2 separate regions of the Pan troglodytes genome follow, and region 1 is linked to region 2. Evidence: chromatin contacts called from public HiChIP or PLAC-seq data. All regions are on one chromosome and are shown on one strand. Each heading gives the region's core, a stretch centred on a gene start, on an enhancer-like site or on the middle of the called end of the contact. The rest is flanking DNA. Distances are from core to core; before and after follow the strand shown. Region 1 holds the start of CCND2 (cyclin D2). Region 2 holds the start of PARP11 (poly(ADP-ribose) polymerase family member 11).

Region 1 (2,700 bases), core at 177-2,676, 390 kb after region 2:
CCCCTCCCATTCGCTGCCCCCCTCCCCGCTGGAATTTCTCTGTAAAGCAAGACGGAGTAGGGGGAGGGGGAGAGGGAAGGGGCGAGAGGGCCCTCGGCTCACTCCCGAGACGCGAGGACTCGCCACCCAGGCATTCTCCTCGGGGTGGGCTGGGCCCCGGGACGACCACCCGCTTCTTCCTCGCCCCCGCTGCCCCCACTTCGGGAGACCCAGAGCTCTGGATGCCTTTCCCCGGAGAAGGGGGGGTGTGCGGAGTCGGGGTGGAAGAGACCTTGCTCGCAGAGCTGTATCAAGTGATGTCCAGAGGCTGGGAGTCCCGGCGGCCTCTGTCCTTGCCTGTCGGGTTAGATTTATACTTTAAAAATACCTCCCGCGCTCCCTCCTTCTCTCGCCTCTCCCCGCTGCAACTTTCTTTGATCCGCTCAAATGTGGCTTAGGTGAAATTGGAGTAATTCCCTTATGGGGGTCTTAAAATGTAAGTGAATGTACTTATCCGGGGTGACTCAAAAGCTTAAGTCGGGAAGCCCAACGTGACTAAAACCAATAGGTGATTGTTCGGGGCCGACTGTGTGCGGGTGTACACGGTATTCGGCCCGGGTGTCATCCGCGGCGCTGGACTGTTTCATTTTGAGTTTGCAACTTGGGTTTTTCAGCGAGCTTTTTTTCTTCCTGAAAGCTAATGGCTTCCACAGCAATTAGACATTTTCCTCGCCCGCCCCTTCCCTCCCCTTTCTTTACATATAGGAGATGGGATACTCATTCCCGCTGCTATTGATAAGGTCGGAGGCGGCCGGGCCTCTCCCCAGGTTTCGCCCGCCCCAGCGCCCGCTCTCCCTCCGCCCTCCCTTGGCTTCCTTTTGATGTAGTGGGGAACGCGTCCTACTAAAAAAAAAAAAAAAAAAAAAAAAAAAAAAAAAGTAATCTGCCCGGTAACAATCAGCGCGCAGTAGCAGGAGCCCCAGAGCTATTGGCTATGCAAATAGAGGGAGGGGAGACGGCGCCCCAAACTCTTACTCACCCTTTTAAAGCGATATCCCCTCCTTTCCCCCCCACCACCCCTTCCGCCCCACCCTCGTTTAAAGAGGCTGGCTCCGGGGCCTGAGTTAATCGCTTGCACCTCTAGTTTATTCGCTCCCCTCCTCCGCCTTGCAGGGAACCTAGTGTACGGCTCACCCAGCCCGCGCCCCACCCCGCCTTGCTGGCTCTCCGCGCCCCTGCCCGGGCCCCCTCTCTCGGTGAGGGAGGTACTCAGTCGGCCTCGGTGTGCCCAGAGAGCTCGAGCCACGCCATGCCCGCTGCACGTGCCAGCTTGGCCAGCACATCAGGGCGCTGGTCTCTCCCCTTCCTCCTGGAGTGAAATACACCAAAGGGCACGGTGGGGGTGGGGGGTGACAGGAGGAAGGAGGTGAAGAAACGCCACCAGATCATATCTCCTGTAAAGACAGCCTTGACTCAAGGATGCGTTAGAGCACGTGTCAGGGCCGACCGTGCTGGCGGCGACTTCACCGCAGTCGGCTCCCAGGGAGAAAGCCTGGCGAGTGAGGCGCGAAACCGGAGGGGTCGGCGAGGATGCGGGCGAAGGACCGAGCGTGGAGGCCTCATGCCTCCGGGGAAAGGAAGGGGTGGTGGTGTTTGCGCAGGGGGAGCGAGGGGGAGCCGGACCTAATCCCTCACTCGCCCCCTCCCCCTCCCGGGCCATTTCCTAGAAAGCTGCATCGGTGTGGCCACGCTCAGCGCAGACACCTCGGGCGGCTTGTCAGCAGATGCAGGGGCGAGGAAGCGGGTTTTTCCTGCGTGGCCGCTGGCCGCGGGGGAACCGCTGGGAGCCCTGCCCTCGGCCTGCGGCGGCCCTAGACGCTGCACCGCGTCGCCCCACGGCGCCCGAAGAGCCCCCAGAAACACGATGGTTTCTGCTCGAGGATCACATTCTATCCCTCCAGAGAAGCACCCCCCTTCCTTCCTAATACCCACCTCTCCCTCCCTCTTCTTCCTCTGCACACACTCTGCAGGGGGGGCAGAAGGGACGTTGTTCTGGTCCCTTTAATCGGGGCTTTTGAAACAGCTTCGAAGTTATCAGGAACACAGACTTCAGGGACATGACCTTTATCTCTGGGTATGCGAGGTTGCTATTTTCTAAAATCACCCCCTCCCTTATTTTTCACTTAAGGGACCTATTTCTAAATTGTCCGAGGTCACCCCATCTTCAAATAATCTACCCTACATTCCTGGATCTTAAATACAAGGGCAGGAGGATTAGGATCCGTTTTGAAGAAGCCAAAGTTGGAGGGTCGTATTTTGGCGTGCTACACCTACAGAATGAGTGAAATTAGAGGGCAGAAATAGGAATCGGTAGTTTTTTGTGGGTTGCCCTGTCCGGGGCCCCTGGCATGCAGGGCTGGATGGAGGGAGAGGGGTGGGGGGTGGCGGGGGACCGCGTTTGAAGTTGGGTCGGGCCAGCTGCTGTTCTCCTTAATAACGAGAGGGGAAAAGGAGGGAGGGAGGGAGAGATTGAAAGGAGGAGGGGAGGACCGGGAGGGGAGGAAAGGGGAGGAGGAACCAGAGCGGGGAGCGCGGGGAGAGGGAGGAGAGCTAACTGCCCAGCCAGCTTGCGTCACCGCCTCAGAGCGGAGAAGAGCGAGCAGGGGAGAGCGAGACCAGTTTTAAGGGGAGGACCGGTGCGAGTGAGGCAGCCCCGAGGCT
Region 2 (2,810 bases), core at 230-2,729:
GGCCATAAAGAAATTCTCTAACCTACCTTGCCTGATAGTAGGTCGCTAAGACCCTCATTCCAGAAGGGTCCTTCCTCCTCCGTAGGAGGAAGAAATGATACACAGAGAGGCCAAGAAGAATCTGAACAAACAGACCTTGCTGGGTTTCCTTCCTCAGTTTATTAACATTAGAGTATATCCTTTGTCCAATCACATTTTTACACAGTTGTCTATTCTTCATGGGTCCTACGCCTAAAAACAGAGATCTCCCTGGTCTCTGAAGTGCCTGGTGGTGTAAAACTTTGATTAGATTTGCTCTGCTTTTACCTTGTTAACCTATCTTCTGTTTTAAGGAGTGGTGGCTGTGATCCTTACAATGGGTGGTGAGGAAAGGTACTAAACTTTTCTGCCCCTGCGTTGCACTTTAAATAAATAAATGTATAAAAGCAAAGTAGACAAAGACACATGAAGTCATAATGAAAATACCAGAGTCAGCCAAGGAAGAAGGCAGACTTGCAGTTGAAATGCTCCAGATCACTTTGTCCACCGAACGAAAACATCTAAGAACATACAGTCCATACTCCAAGTTTTAAACGACTGTCCACCAAGAAGGGAAAAGGAGAACTGATGGCTCCTCTTAGGCCCATTCAAGACAAGGGGGTCCCAATTCCCTTGCTTTAGACTGGTGGGACTGGCAGGTAAACCTGAGGCAAATGACTGACTACAGGTTCCAAGGCCAGTTACTCCAATTAGAAAGCAAAACACAAAGTTTCAAAAAACAGTGAAGGCAGTCGGGAGGCTGAGGCACGACAATCGCTTTAACCCGGGAGACGGAGGTTGCGGTGGGCCGAGATCACGCCACTGCACTCCAGCCTGGACAACAGTGCGAGACTCCGTCTCAAAAACAACAACAACAACAACAAATGGTGAAGGGATGAGGCTGAAACATCACGGGAAGTAAAATAAATAATTGTAACAAGAAAACAACAAAGCATTGGAGAATCCACCCAGGCACTTCCACTGCTTAAAAAGGTACAGACTGCAGAAGCCAAAAGGCCCAGGAACTCCGGTCCCGGAACTCAACACCCAGACTGAAGCGAGCGCGGGGAAGCAGTTCCGGTGACCCCCTCCCGCCCCTCTCTCATCAACCCCGCCCCCTGGGCCCGCCCCGTCCCGCCCGGCTACTCACTGGATTCGCTTCCCACATAACGGTGACAAAATCGAGCGGAGAGAGCCTGTGGGAAGGGGCTAGCCGCGGGGCCTGGGTGTTGGATTTTTTTTTTCCCGCGGGTCCCCGGGAGCGAAGGGACGGAGATGCAACCTTTACGAAGGCCTTCCTTCTCCCCCTCCCTGTCACAAGCCAGCGTTTACAGACCACCCAACCTCCCGACTTCCGCCCGACGTTGGCCAGTCAGATCTGTCTCCGCCCCACTCCCACAAGCTCGCCCCGCCCCTGCACGCTTATCCGTACGCGCGCGGGCGGTCGTCCTGGGCGGGGCTTGCGAGTCTGTGTCTGACGAAGGAGTTTAAAGGGTTTCTGGTCCAACTGTATCACCCAGTGATCTTAAAGCCACGGCTGGCTGTATTTCTTTCCTATGAAACAAATTTTTATTGATCACCGTGTAACGGCCAAGAGTCACACAGGCCTGGCAATGGCATTTGGGAGAAACTTCATAATCTTTCAATATCTTCATCCTCAAAATGGAGATGGTAGTAATATCTCCCTAAGAGTGAGATTATTGAAAGCATTTAGCACAGTATTTGGCACACAGAGTTCAATAAGTGACGGTTATTTGCTCACAAGGGAACCTTTACATACTATCCCTGCCCTCAAGATTTTATAATCTAGAAAAGAAAGCAAAAAGTAGTTTAGAAAAGTTAAAAAGTGCAATATGATTTATAGGTAATATGGTGAATAGAGAGTGCTATGCGAGCATATTTACCTAGAGTAGAGTGTCAGGAAAGCTCCCTCAAGATGTTTAAAACCATGAGGATGTATTCCTACTGATGTAAAGAGAGCTGACAGAGTGAAATAATCTTCCATGCAACAAAGGATCTACCCCATAGGAAATGAAAATTAAACAGCTCATTATAGATCCTTCTGGACTTTTCTATGCCTCTACACATTGAAAAAAATGTAATCAAAGAATACCTATAGATTTAGAACCTGATTTTTTTTTTCACTTTAAAGATTATGTGGCTATCCTTCCATTCCATTAAGTTTAAATCTGTTTCATCATTTTATTTATTTATTTAGGCAGAACCTCACTCTGTCGCCCAGGCTGGAGTGCAGTGGCGCCATTTTGGCTCACTGCAACCTCCGCCTCCCGAGTTCAAGCGATTCCCGTGCCTCAGGCTCCTGAGTAGCTGGGATTACAGATGTGCGCCACCACGTCCAGCTAATTTTTGTATTTTTAGTAGAGACAGGTTTTCGCCGTGTTGGCCACGCCAGTCTCGAACTCCTGACCCCAGGTGATCCACCTGCCTTGGCCTCCCAAAGTGCTGGGATTACAGGTGTGAGCCATCTTGCACCCGGCCATATTTTAAAGTAGACTCATGGCATTCCATAACTTATGTGTATACTACGTACACACAAATAGACACACACATTTGAAATAATCTACTGAATAGACATTTGAGTGGTTTTCTATTTTTCACTATCCCAAAAAAATCCTTCAACAGGCATTTCTTCACATTTGTCCATTTACTTCTTGGAATTAATTCTTGGAAATAAAATAGTTTAATAAGAGATTGTTTTTGCCAAATGGTTGACCAGTTGCCCCCATGTCATTTAGTGAATATTCTTTCCTCACTACTTTGAAGTGCCACTG

The links. HiChIP or PLAC-seq counts read pairs in DNA pulled down with a chosen protein or histone mark.
Region 1: an H3K4me3 HiChIP or PLAC-seq map of stem cell-derived excitatory neurons shows a contact between it and region 2, with 8 times the contacts expected there. The contact joins the promoter of CCND2 here to the promoter of PARP11 in region 2. A contact is called at or near these places in 4 of 7 Hi-C or Micro-C datasets (blood, induced pluripotent stem cells and stem cell-derived neural progenitor cells), 1 of 1 datasets of contacts at active chromatin or transcription factors (stem cell-derived excitatory neurons) and 1 of 1 other capture datasets (stem cell-derived neural stem cells).

What each region holds. Positions count from the first base shown.
Region 1 is chr10:11,438,933-11,441,632 of NHGRI_mPanTro3-v2.0_pri, forward strand. CCND2 (cyclin D2) reads left to right here and starts at 1,427. Exons shown (of 5, transcript XM_001156857.7): 1 at 1,427-2,700.
Region 2 is chr10:11,046,241-11,049,050 of NHGRI_mPanTro3-v2.0_pri, forward strand. It overlaps PARP11 (poly(ADP-ribose) polymerase family member 11), which reads right to left and starts at 1,480. Exons shown (of 9, transcript XM_016922812.4): 1 at 1,169-1,480. All of the region lies in intron 1 of LOC134807542 (a long non-coding RNA gene), which reads left to right.